Linked DNA regions of Triticum aestivum: region 2 is linked to region 1. A link is a contact called in public HiCAR-type data. All regions are on one chromosome and are shown on one strand. Each heading gives the region's core, a stretch centred on a gene start, on an enhancer-like site or on the middle of the called end of the contact. The rest is flanking DNA. Distances are from core to core; before and after follow the strand shown. Region 1 holds the start of LOC123086835 (zinc finger protein 1-like). Region 2 holds the start of LOC123086840.

Region 1 (7,024 bases), core at 2,448-4,947:
GCACACGCAGGCCACAAGCGACTGGGTTCATGCCTATAGCCCATTACAACCCAAAGCTGCAAGAGCATGGGCTACTTTATTACAAGTACATCATGTACATGGTGCACAGTGGAAGCTAGCATCACCAAAATTTACACGATTTAGGGGATTTTTTTAATGAGAGATGCCAAGTTCGTCAAAAGGTCCACTTTTTTTGTCCAGATGTTTAAAAGGTACACCTATACTATGCAATAATAAGGAATCTAAAGCCATTATGCTATTCAAGGCCCAACTTGGCCCATCAGACCCACTCTATATATGAATGAACACTAGATTACACGGGCGCAAGAAACTCCAACCTGTTTCTATTTTGTTCTTTTCTCACTTTTTCTTTTCATTTTTTGCTTTCTGTTTTTTCTTTTATTTATACTTTAGACTATTATATATATATATATATATATATATATATATATATATATATATATATATATATATATATATATATATATATAGTGTTACTATTTATCACCCAGGGGCAGAATAAGTTATTCTTCACCCGAGGTAATCTTACGATCATTTCATAATTAAATTACGTTTGGAATTCAAATAGTTACATTCCTATTGATTCACTACGTAAAATTTGACATAAGAAAATAAAAATATAGGTCATAAGACAAGAAAATTTGCAGTTTATGTGTATTTTAGACTATGTTTTTATGTTTGTAATTTTACATAACATAAAATATTTTTTACAGCGATTATATATTTTCTTACGGTCTCTTTTTGCGTCGGAAATAAGACAAAACTTACGAAACGTAAAATTATGATGCATTGATGGTAAAATAGAGGGGGGGTGAAGAATAACTATTCCTCACCCAGGGTGACGAATAGCGCGACCCTATATATATATATATATATATATATATATATATATATATATATATATATATATATATATATATATATATAACGAAAAGTACTCTTAGGAAACATTTCAATTTTTTTGACAGGTATTTCAAAAATGTTGAAGAAGTATTTGAAAAAATCTTGAGCAAGTATTTAAAAAAATTTGAACAAGTATTACCAAAATGTTGAACAAGTATTTGAAAAAAAATGTTAAACATGTATAAAAAAATGTTGAAAAATTATTTCAATGTTTTTGAATACTATTTGAAAAAAGGAGAAGGAAAAAAGAAAATCAAAAAATTGGAGAATAAAAAAATCCGAAAGAACAAAGAAAACCAAAAAAACCAAAAAATGGAAAAATAAACCCGAAAACAAAATGCAAAAAGGGATGAAAAATGGAGAATAAAAAATAAAAGGAATAAAAGAAAACAATGAAAAAATCCGGCTCAAATGGCCTCAAGTAGGGCCCGCACCTTCCACTTACCAAGGTTGCGGCTTGGACGGAGTGGATAGCAACGCGCGTGAACTCCCCTTAGACCAGGGATCGATTCCTGACCTTTAGCGAGACATCCCGCAGCGATCGCTTAATGCGATAAATACTCGCTGCGAGATTACATTATTATAAGTAGTTTCTAAAAGAAAACTCTAGATTGCACTGTTCAGTCTTAGAAACATTTATTCCTCGTCGTATCTTCTTGCTATATTGGCATATTGAATTTCCCGCCATTCACGTACACGTTGGTGCCAACTGTAGCATGTATGCAAAAAAGCTCGCGGGCCGGTGCATATGCCCACCGCCACCGTCGCACGGAAAAAAAATATAAAACCAGGTCTCACGGTTAGCAGGTGAGACCCGCCCTGATGAATGACACGTGACATTCACAAATCACAAAGCATCTACCCATCCCTCGCTTATGGATCTCGCGTATAAAAACATAGTACACGCATGTGCGCTAACCCCGGTCAGTCCGCTGATTCCAGCTATGCACGAATCCATCATCCATGTGCCCGGAGGCAACCTCCCGTTACAAAGCAAGCATTAGCAAGCAACGTTCTGCATCGAGCAAATTCTGCACGCACAGCACAGGCCGGCACGCATGCATGTCTCTGCCGTGTTTGTTTGGCCACAGTTTAATCGAATTTTGCTTCACATGGAAAGAGCATATACAGCCTTCTTTAAGAGTACGCGTACGCCTAACTTTCCGTAACGGAAAAGAGGCGGACACCTTTGTTCTTGTTAGCATATGTGCCTGTCTGGTTCGATTTGTATGTTCGCCATTAATTCCACAGTCGATGTACGTACATATTTGTGGTGTATATGCGTACCTTATTCTACAGCTCTACCGATCGATCACGCGTACTGCACACCAACTCGATCGGTCGCACGGATATTTGTGGCGTAGTATCACCTACTGACCTAACGATTTCCGCGATGGATATACGACTAGCCTGACGACAGACTATACGAGTCGAATTCATATTGGGAGACCCGGTTTGAACAGCCACAGCTCATTGCCGTGTTTTTCTTCTTCTTTTTTTAATCAATTTCTGGCGAAACGTTGAGGTGACAGTACACGTGTCGCCAGCCAGTACCAGCTCGCTGCGGCGTTCAGGAGAAGTGTGAGCTGCTCTGCTCATCTGCTCTTTCCAGAAAGCCTTTCCTCTGCAGCCCCCAGATGGAGAAGCGTCGAGCCGGACACGGTCGCCATGTGAGTGCCCACCGCCTCCCAAGTGATATCCGGCCCGAGCTCTCCCTACCACGCGGCAGCTCCGCTCACGCACGCACAACACAAGGCCGTCGACCACGAACCAGCACACGGCGACGTACTCCACTCGCTACCTTTAGCTTGTCACTCCCCAAGTGGCCGTCGATCACTCACGGCGGTGAGGTAGCTTGACAGCGTAGCTAGAACTACAGGTGAACTGAAAAAAGGTTATTGGATCTATCTAGCGCTGCTGAGATTGGTCTGCGGAGGATTCTCATCTCAGAGAAGCGTAATTAAGCAGTCCATTTCAGAGTGATCGTGATCGAACGCGCAGCGCGATATTTGTTTAAAGCGGAGGCCAACGCACCAGATGCTTCCCTCTCTCACCCCGTGACATCACAGCGTGATCAACCATCCATTTGGCACACCACCCCGCTTCCATTACTACCGTAACTAGTTTATAATTGATCCAAGTTCCATTTTCCCAAGAATTCCATCTTTATGACTAGTCAGAATGGGAGTAATTTCACTAGTAACATCACACATTTCAATAAAAGATTGCTTATGTGGCAGCTAATTAATGAGGAGAGAGGAGTTTGTGGTAACTTAGCTAGTTACTGTAACATCACACATTTCAAGGCATAATGAGTCTATAGCCTAATAAATAAACTCTTTCATGATACCACTCATATGTTACTACCCACTATGAAAATAATAGCATAGATTAATAACATCGGCAAGTTACTACTTTATGTTACTCCCCACTGTAAACAGTCTCTTCCTCTTCACTGACCGTGAAATCTTATCAAGTTGTCCTTTCCACGACTGGGCAGAGAACAAGTCCTCTCTCACTTACTCTTCTTCACTGACGTCTGACCGTGAATCTTATCAAGTTCTAGACCCCAAAACAGCCGAATCATCGTCATAATCAAAGTCATCTCCCTCATCTCCCCCTATTCTTTTCGCACCACTTGGAAGCCTCCTCGTCCCTGCTTTCTAGTTGACCAAATGCTCTTCCAACTAACTCTTCCTCCCTCCCATTGCTTAGTCCCAAAGAACCAACCACCACTTCCTCACTCGGTCTCTCTCTAATACACACACACACACACACACTGATGCATACACACACCAACAAACCACTGCATCACCACCAACGACTTCCCTACCACTACTCGCTCACCTCTCTCCCTCCCTTGTATAAAACCACCACCGGTTGCCCCGCCCTCTCCACCCACTCACCACTGCTCCATCACACACTTCCAGTAGCTAACTTAACTACTGCCCACCACTCTTCCTTCGTGCCAGAGAGAATCAGCAAGGCACGTTCTTGCGTGTGTTGGATCGGCGTACGTGCGTGCATGGCGGTGGACGCGGTTCGCGACGCGGCGGCGATGGTGAGCGAGGAGGAAGAGGAGGGGCAGCTGCGGTGCGACGAGGGGTGGGGCAAGCGGAGGCGCCCGAGGCGCCAGCGGCAGCGCGCGCCCAGCGAGGAGGAGCACCTCGCGCTCAGCCTCCTCATGCTGGCGCGCGGCCACCGCGACCGGCACCTGCTCCCGTCGTCCTCGCCGGCGCAGGAGCACCGCTGCTCCGTGTGCGGCAAGGGGTTCCCGTCCTACCAGGCCCTCGGCGGGCACAAGGCGAGCCACCGCCCGAAGCCGGCCCCCGCCGGCGCGGACGAGCCCGCTGCCACGGCGGCGGCCTCGCCCGCCGCGTCCTCGTCAACCACGTCCAGCGGCGCGGGCGGAGGTGGCAGGGTGCACGAGTGCTCCGTCTGCAAGAAGACTTTCCCGACCGGGCAGGCGCTGGGCGGGCACAAGCGGTGCCACTACGAGGGCCCCGTCGGCGCCTCCGCGGTCGCGAGCCGAGGGTTCGACCTGAACCTGCCGGCGCTGCCGGACATCGTCACCGAGCGCGAGCGGTGCATGCCGGCGCCGGCCGACGACTACGAGGAGGAGGTGCTCATCCCGCTGGCGTTCAAGAAGCCGAGGCTGATGATCCCGGCATAACCAAATCATCAAAGAATTTTTCAATCATCAACGGCCAGTTGATGAGTGAATCCCGTCGGTGTGTATTCTTTTGGATTGCTTATGCTCGGCTGGCTGGTGATACGTACTCCCTCCGTCCGGAAATACTTGTCCTGAAAATAAAGAAAATGAATGTATCTATAACTAAAATAAGTCTAGATACATCCATTTCTAGAACAAGTATTTCCGGACGGAGGGAGTACACACGTAGTACCTCCTGCTTGCCAGCCAGCCAGTGGAGTGTAGAGGTCGATCGAGCTGGCCATCGATTGGTGTAGTACATATCTCTCTATATTTTCCATATAGTACGTAATGCATCTCAGTAGATCGCTTCTTTCATTGATTAATTTGTTTGGCGTACGTAATAACACAATTCAACGAGATTGATATGGTATACAGAGAGTACAACTAATTCTTCCATGTACTACACCAGACTAGCTAGTAGTACTAGCAGTTGGGTAAAGACCGACTGACCAGCAATGAAATGTGCAGTTGCTTGCCGTGTCGGCCACTCTCGTCGTGTGTGCGCCGCTAGACGCTACTGGTAGCTTTGTCCGAACTTCCGAATTCAATCTTGGCCACCAAAACATCTCGATCAGGAAGTAGCACTAGTTGGCTGTCTCTCTCTAGAATCGATCATTGGCCGGCCGTCGGCATGGTGAAGGATATGAACGCAGCGTGAGCGGACCGGCCGGGGCAAAGTGGCAGTTCAGCGACCAGGCACGCACCGGGCGGCAGGTGCAAGGGGAATGTCGATGGAAGATGCGGAGACCGGAGCTGTTTCCACCGAAAATGATACGAAGAAGTAGACAGCTGAAGGTGCCACCACAACGGTGCAGCATGGGACATTTTCTAGAGGCGGCGATCGATTATTCGGTGAAAGTCGTGGCACATCATGGCCGGGATGAGCTTAAGTAAGGTGGATCACATGCGGAGTCCAGGCCCCTCCCGTATGCCCGGTTGCAGCTTTGCCATGTTCGAAGATTGACAATCAGGCTCAAGCTGCCCCGGCCTTGTATTTTCAAACGTGAGGAAGACTGATAGGGACTACTTGTGGATCTACTAAGCAGTGGCGATTATCTGGGATACAAGCTTGATCCAGTACACGAATGGCGAAGGAAGAACTAGGGTTCAAAAGCAGGAAAAGTAGGTAGCCGCCGGGTTCGCCTTGATCCTCTGGATACCTCTCCCTGGTGATGCGGTTGAGGATAAGTAGTAGCCTGGCTGGGCCTATTGGACCCACTCTGGCCCAACCACTCTTGCGTTGGCCTTGGGCTGTTGGCGAGGCCGGCCCTGACCTGGTCCGTCGCTGATGGTCCGTGGGGCCGGTATGTCAGGAGAAGGGGCGCCGACATCCCCCCCTTCTTGTGTTGAGGCTTGACCCCAAGCCTCCGCCTGAGGAAACTTGTCGAAGAGTGCGACCTTGTCCTCCCAGGTGGTGCCCAGCGAGGATTCAGGTGACCACTGCACCTGGACTTGCTCGATCATTGCGCCCGCCGTCTTGCGCCAACGTGTTTGAATGATCGCCACGGGTACAGCCTTCGTGTCCTGTTCCGCCGGCAGATGTGTCGACGCCTCCATGCCTGGGCGAAGAGCTCGATGCAGCAAAGAGACGTGGAAGACCGGATGCACCATGGCTTCAGGAGGTAGCTGCAGCTTGTAAGCAACGTCATTTACCTTGGCGATGATGGAGAAAGGCCCAAAGAACTTGAAGGAGAGTTTGTGATTCGCCCGTGGTGCGACTGAAGCTTGGATGTACGGTTGCAGCTTGAGGTAAACTTCGTCCCCCACCTCGAATTGCCTCCACGAGCGCTTCTTGTCAGCCTGCGTCTTCATGCATTGGCGTGCCCTATTCAAATGCTGCTGGAGGATGTTCTGAATGACAATTCTTTCTTCTAACCAAGACTGCAACGATTGCACTAAACAGTTCTCCGAGGCCGTGACGCCCCACTGGCGTGGTTCATAACCAAACAAGGCTTTGAATGGGGACATCCCAATAGCTGAGTGGTGAGATGAGTTGTACCAGAATTGTGCCATAGGTATCGAGTAGCTCCAGCGCTTTGGGCAAGCTTGTGTGAAACACCGAAGATATGTTTCCAGACACTGATTGACGCGCTCCGTTTACCCGTCCATTTGTGGGTGATTGGCTGTATTGAGGCGAAGCTCGGAACCAGCGTGCTTGAAAAGCTCTTGCCAAAAATGGCTGGTGAAGACCGGATCACGATCCGAGACAATTGCACCCGGCAATCCATGTAGCTTGTAAATCTGGTTCATGAAGAGGAGGGCCACTTTGGTGGCAGTGTAGGGGTGTGCCAATGGGAGGAAATGCGCGAACTTGGTGCGCTTGTCCACAATCACCAGGAGACAGTTGAACTGAGCTGATTGCGGGAGCCCATCGATGAAATCCAT
Region 2 (7,024 bases), core at 2,548-5,047, 220 kb after region 1:
GCACTTTCTTATTTTTCAATGGAAATCACTAACGCTCGTTTCTATTTACCTGGATGTCGCAGGATCCCACTAGGCTCGCCCACCACCCCGTGCCACACATCATCTAGCGGGTTGAACTCATCATAAGACTTGGTCTGCACACGTCAAGCAACGAAATTTTTATGTGTTAGTTCACATTTTGCATGGACAGAAAGCACATTCATTTATTAACATGTCTTACATTAAAAACAGAGGGGTATTCCCTTGTGAGATATATCAGCCTCATGTATATCTCCCCGGTGTAAACGCTTATGCGGGGGACGGTGTGCGGCTCCACGTTATCTGCACCGAAGTTCATCTAGTCGAAGAACCATGGCTGCAAGTGTTCAATCAAGAAAACAAGGAAGTGGCCGAACGTGTTAGAGATTCAGTTTTCTTTTCTTTTTCACATGATGATTCAATGCATACATGTTGTAAATTACTATCTCGAGAGCACTTACAATGAGTGCCAAATGGCTGCCGCCAACAATCAGAGTTCTCACACCGGCCGCCAAATCTTTTTGTAGTTTCTTCGCAGCTGCTCTGATGATCTCAAATGTCCATTCTGCTAGATCATACTCACCAGTCCCCTCAGCGCAGAGCACACAAGCAAACATCTCCTAAGGTATCGACGTGTACGACTGCTTAGGACCAACACATGTACCAGCCGCTAACAGTGAGAAAGCCATCTCAAAAGCTCTTTCTCTATAACAGAGATCTCCTAAAGCGATCATTCTGTTGATAGCGTTGCTTACGGCTCGAATTGTCAAACCCCCATCCCTGGCATGCTTCTTAGTCTCTATTCCTAGGATTGTTCTAATATGGAGTGCCAAATTTTGCCTACGTTTTGGAGGCAACTTTATCATACTGACTTGGCGGCCACTGTTACTCAGACCCAATGTTCTAACAATGGATCTTGGAGTGAAATATCTATGCTGGCCATCAGGGAAAGTGAATCTCATGTCTTGCCACCTAAATCTACTAAGCAGCCATGCATAGAACCTTCTATCGGCCTCCCCCGTCCATGCAGCAGTCAACAAGCTGGCCATGCCGGTTCTATGCACTATTGGGTAGCGAGTCAACCCTAGTCGGAGGACATGCTGACAGCTCCAAGTACACCTTACAACTCTACCATGAAGTACTGTCGATTCGGCTAGCAGGCCCGGCGGCACAAATGGTATTACTTGACCGGCATGGTGTGGATACCCATGAACCAACACAAGTGTACGCCGAGATACACGCCGTCTCGATGACCTTTGGTTGTTGTCATTGACCAGCTCTCCCCTCCTTTTCCTTGTAGCATCGTTGGGCGACTCTCAAACGGCAACAGCTCCTCCCTGCAAGATTTGTTTCTGAACGACCACACCAGTCAGGCTTAATCCGTCGCACTAAAACATTGCAAATCTAGAACACGGCAGAAAGATTCGAATCGAATCCCGACGGTCGCGGCGAAGATGAGTTTTGCGGATAAGATGAACTGCTGCATATCAGCTTACTGAGGCATTGGGGGTGGCTGCAGAAGTGCCCTCGCCTCCAGCACGCGCTCCATCGATGGATCCTTCGCTAGGTCCGACGGATCTTGGCTTTTTCTTCTTTCCATCGCCATCACCTTCCCCACATGGGAGATTCCTCTTGCATGGACGATCCGGCGGTTCCATGCTCAATGCCCTACCCAAGGAATCATGGATTAGGAGTTAGAAAAGGGCAGCACCACCAACCAATGGAAAATCAACCTCAAAAGTGCAGCCCAAAGAAAAGAGAAAAGTGCAGCTCAGAAAGCAATGTTGCCACTTATTCTGCTGCCGAACCGGGGAACCTCACCTTGAGCACTATCTGCAGGGGCGCAGATGATCTCGTCGTCGTCTCAACACTCGGACGCCAGATCTAGTTCTTCCTCAACAGTGGTTATGGGGGATGGAGCAGTGCAGGAGGAGGAAGTGAAGCAGCTGGGATGGAGAAAGTAGTACTTTAGCCGCTGGCCCGGGTAGCCTTTTTGTAAATGAGGCAACGAGCTGTCTCTCACCCCCCCTTGCCACAGTGAGAGGTCAAATCATCTTTACTACTAGCTGCCCACGCCGCCCAAAAATGTCTAAAGCAGCATTTTTTTGCCATGTATACTACGAATTTTTCTGCAATCGATGGTCGTGGTTGCCGCGTTTTGGAGTGGTGCACGGTTCGCCATGGGATGAATTTAGCATACCACACCGTGGACGTAGCTTGCCTCCTGGGATCATGACCCCGTTGCAAAATATCACCTGTCACGGAGTGTATATGCTCACTTTTTTAAAATTTATTCAGGTTGTTTACTACGTGGTCCATCTGAACCCGGTTTCTAAAATTGCCCACCTGCGCAAGCTGCCCATAGTGGACGGACACAGGAGATGTACACATGTCCTTTTTTCCCGAACCAGACCGGTACTAGCTGAAATGCTCCCCGGTCGGAACAGTTCATTCACTGTTTCAGTCCGGTCAATGCCAAGGGGAAGGAATAAACGGGAGCAGCGGTCCTCCCTCTTGCTGCCAACATCCACCCACCCACGCATTTATTATGTTTTTTTGCATTTCACGAGATATCTCTCCCACTCACACCACGAGGCAAATCGGACCAACTAATTTTATATCATGGGTTCTCTACCCGCTGCCCGTTTCGGTCCCTTTTCCAATTATATTTATTGACCGGCAAGAACACACGCAGCTTCACGACAAGGAGAAATAAGTCAGGCAAAAAATATAGATCGGCCCCATACCATGCCCTATCCCCCGTACTCCCAGCACATGACCCGTGGAGTTCAACATTACTGACGGATAATGAGTGAACACGAAACGGGAAACTACATTCTACATTCAATGATGAACCTAGTGGAACGCCTGCTACGAACTAAATCACCGTCATCTCTTTACCAGACTAATCAAGTAGCACTTGTCCTCAAGCTACGTTTTCTACTCTCAAATACGATGGCGTTTCGGCGGCATGCTGATGATGTCTTCTTCATCTTCAGTGTCTACAACATGGCCTCCACAAACGACTCTAGATTCGTCGTCGACGGCAGAGCTACCAGTGCTTCGAGGAGAGTCAGGAGCAGCAGTTGGATCGTAATCGCCAAACCCTTCTTTCAAGGGTTCTTGCCCCACCATGGCATCCAAACCATGAACGAGAGGCTGCTCGTAAAACGCATCGTCTTGGACGACCTCCCCCTAAAGAGAACCGAGACATAACTGTATAAGAATGGATTGATGTAAGGTTCAGTTGTTTACGCGACAGTTTTGTACAGTTTGAAATCCTGACCTCTCCATTCCCGAGCTCCAAATCATCTGGCTGGTGTTTCGTGCTCCAGGCGGTAGATACGGACTCCGCCGGCGATGGAGATGAAGGCTGCAACATGTAGTTTCTTGCTCCCTTCAGAAATTGATGTGCGGCTGAAGCATATGCATAGATTACAAAACAATTTTTCAGAAAAAGATCTGAGGAACTCACAGGAGTAATCAGGTGGAGGAACGCATTATGCCCCTCGCCTCTGGTTGTGCCACTACTCCTCGATTCAGCGACTGAGCCTCCCATCGGATGCAGGCGGGCGATTTGAAATTTTTCGAACTGCACTGTGGGAAGTGGTGTGTCTGAAGTGTACCACCTCAGCCTTGGCCTCCTATTTATACCGTGCCATCTGCCAGCTCCAAGGGCGCCCTTTCCCTGCATACGGTACCTTTTTTGAATTTTGAATTGGTTGCTACGGCCATAGATACCACAGGCTAACGTTGCGACTTTGCCGTCGAGAGGCAAACAAGTCGTAAGCCTATCCAGGCCACCATTTATGTCGCCATCCACTGTAAGCAAAAATGTATCCGTATGACACAGACGACCAACTAAGCAACTTATTATTAATGTTACAGCCAGTAGCAATTTCAGTTTTCTAACTTTAGCACATTAGTAAACAAGTTTCCCGGACGATAAGCACAGAAAACCTCAGCAGAGCGGTATACAAGGGTTCAACACTAATCGTGTGCGTCCCACTCTACCATAGTTTACAAGCCATCTCGAAAAACACATAAGCGTAGAAACCTATATCAATTCTTTGCAAACCCTAGTGGTCTCGTGCACGTCGTTCGTCGGTGCCCTTCTATTCCGCAGTTTTTGCATTTACCAGGCTTCCGTGGCTTTTTCGGCATATCCCCTCTCTCTGGGCATGTCGTTTTCTTGTGCCCTTCGCACCGACATATGCTGCAGAACCTTGTTCTCTTACTCAGTCCTTCATACGGCGCCTTCTCCCTGTTGTTCGTAGGCCTGCCAGGACCTCGACGCTTCTCTGGAGCTGTGAGGCACTGCATGGCATTCGTGCTGAATGAATTTCCGGCACTTGCGCAATGGTCGGCCTCTCGTTCAGCATTTTCTTGCTCGCCATTGGCAGATATCCTGACATCAGTCATTGGAATCACGCGATCCTCAAAAGCCAGTCCATCACGTTTCTCTGGCAAAGGCGCTGCACTCTGAATCACCGAATCAAGTGCAGCGTTGACATGCTCGTAGCACGCTGCACTTGCGTCACCCATCCGCACGACTTCCATGGCTTTGAAGTATAGTGTCGCATGCCTACAAGTGAATGACATGTTCTGTGAATTGTCTCTCTGGTACTGGACTAGGTGACCTGGTATTATGTCTCTTGCATCCTTTGTCCACCGTTTTACGACGTGGCATTTAGGGATTTCTTCTACATGCAGAATTTCCATAACCTGCACGAGAAAAAACCACTAGCTAGTCAGGGTTTTTTCAGTTACTGGATTTTTTATATTAAACGCTACGTGTTTTCTGGCTCTTTTACCCGCAATGCATGGCTGCACAGCATCCCTGTGTGCTCAAACTGGCCGCACTCGCAAGTGAATTTTGATTCGTCCTCATTAATGGTAACCTCATATTCAACTCTGCTCCACTTCTCTCTTTTCGCCGCATTGTTGTGAGTGGTGATGTACTTCCTCTTCTTTTCCACCTTAGTAACATTGTATGATGTTGCTTCGATAAGTAGTCGTCCAAATTCCTCAAACATGCTCCTTGTATAAACCTTGCTGGCATGACGCTCTATAGCAAGGTTAGTACGTCTGACAGCACCGCCCTGCAATGAAAACACAGCAGTATACATAAGAATCTCATCCACTAAGTCCCCAGACGACACAACGACCCAAGATCAGCATATTGTGTACGGCATGAAGCTACTTACAATCATAGTCCTCTTCTCCTCATAGCTTTCGTCCCGTTCTCGATCAAACTGCAGTTTCATGTATTGTCGGACGAAAACATGCATTGGGCTGGCTGGTGGCATGTATGATTTCAGCATGTGGATTGCGCTCTCGCTTCTTTGGGTGCTTGTCATTTTTGCACAGAAAACACCCCGGAAATATGGTTTCGCCCATTTCTTTCTGGTTTCATAAATTTGGGTCATATAGTTATGATTCCTCAAATTGTACTTGTCGAGGAGAGCTTGCCAGGCTGATTCAAACTCTTCTTCAGTTAGCATGTGGTTCACAACTTTGTGAAATTCAGCCTGGAAGTCACTCTTCTTGGTGTATAGTGGTCCTAGTGTTTCCTTCGCCTTTTTTAGGACATGCCATTTGCACCAACGATGTACTGTATCAGGATAAGTTTTCTTGATTACAACCTCCATGGCTCTGCATTGATCTGTGAACAAAATAAGAAGATTTGAATCAGACATATCAACTGCACAATTATGAGTTGGTGAATGTCATTTTTTTCTGTCAACACAATGTCCTAGGTTACAAGGATCAGGACAAATAAGATTCGCACCACGCCCACAATACCTGTGAGTATTGTCTTCGGCGCTGGCCCGCCCATCATCCGTACAAATTCTTCGAACACCCATTCGAAGCTCTCTTCTTGTTCGTCGCGCATCAAAACCCCTGCCAGTATGATGCTCTGGTAATGGTTGTTAACTCCGACAAATAGCCCAAATGGCATGTCGTACAGGTTGGTCCTGTAAGTCGTGTCGAATGTAACTACATCACCAAAGAATTTGTATTGCATCCGGCTGCTGCCATTAGCCCACATGAGGTTTCTGATTTTGCTATCTTTCTCTTCCAACACTACATACGTAAATCCTGGATCGTTCGCCTGGATGTCAGCAAAGGCTTGAAGTGTTTTTCGGACATCGTCCTCAGCTTGCTCATGGCTAATCTTCCCACAAATGTTTCTCAACGTCCTTTTTGTGAAAGGTACCTTCTCGACTGACCCAAAGAAGCTCCCAATAATGCTGTAAACCTTACCAAGGTTAACATTGTTCTCCCTTAGTTGCTTAATCAGATCCTTGGTGTATACATAAATGTGCTTATGAGAAGGCCAGTGCACCTTCTCTCCCATTGTCAAAGACATCGAATGGTTGTGACTCGCTCGATGCTCTGTTATGTACCAGCTGTTGTCCGATGCACACAGCAGCCTGATCAAAGCAGGGCACTCACATCTGCAGGACCTACTATTTTCGGATTCAGGTTTCCCCTACACACCACAAAGGAAGACATGTCAACAGTCAGCAGTGCACCATGTCCCAGACGAAATCTTGCTCACACACACTAGTATCTAAAATTTTCTTTGCTGGAATCAAATTACGAACTCACCGAGCAACCACAAACAATTTCCTACATGGTTTTAGTTCGCTCGGCGTTGAGTCTGCTCTTTCCATATCTTATTCCGAAACCGACTTCCCAAGAATATAGGTTGTAGAAGTCATATGCCTCGCCTAGCGAATCGAAACTGAGCCCCAGTTCAGGCCTAACGACACTCTTGTCAGGCTGCTCTGCATATTTGCGTATAGAAATCTCTAGAGCACTCATCCTTGAGGGGCACGGGACTCGGTCGGGCGGCGCGCTTCCTAGGCGTAGCCTGAATTTTGACCAAAAGTAAACGTTAACAGTATCCACTCAATCCAAATTTTCAACTGAGATGCGACGCTTCATCTACCTAGTTCTCCATTCTCATTATTATTTCATTTCCATATCGCACATCGGC

Evidence for each region. HiCAR-type assays count read pairs that join an accessible place to other places.
Region 2: a contact with region 1 is called in a HiCAR-type map of leaf, with 4 times the contacts expected there. The contact joins the promoter of LOC123086840 here to the promoter of LOC123086835 in region 1. A contact is called at or near these places in 2 of 5 Hi-C or Micro-C datasets (leaf and root) and 1 of 1 datasets of contacts at active chromatin or transcription factors (leaf).

What each region holds. Positions count from the first base shown.
Region 1 is chr4A:543,372,608-543,379,631 of IWGSC CS RefSeq v2.1, forward strand. It overlaps LOC123086835 (zinc finger protein 1-like), which reads left to right and starts at 3,698. Exons shown (of 1, transcript XM_044508655.1): 1 at 3,698-4,954. The coding sequence starts at 3,707. The coding sequence ends at 4,597.
Region 2 is chr4A:543,594,515-543,601,538 of IWGSC CS RefSeq v2.1, forward strand. It overlaps LOC123086840, which reads right to left and starts at 3,798. Exons shown (of 3, transcript XM_044508658.1): 1 at 3,494-3,798; 2 at 3,305-3,391; 3 at 2,694-3,213. The coding sequence starts at 3,712. The coding sequence ends at 2,965. It overlaps LOC123086839 (protein FAR1-RELATED SEQUENCE 5), which reads right to left. Exons shown (of 6, transcript XM_044508657.1): 3 at 5,824-6,514; 4 at 5,226-5,683; 5 at 4,833-5,120; 6 at 3,862-4,743. The coding sequence starts at 6,391. The coding sequence ends at 4,081. It overlaps LOC123086838 (a long non-coding RNA gene), which reads right to left and starts at 2,036. Exons shown (of 8, transcript XR_006441144.1): 1 at 1,840-2,036; 2 at 1,515-1,686; 3 at 480-1,370; 4 at 221-355; 5 at 50-134.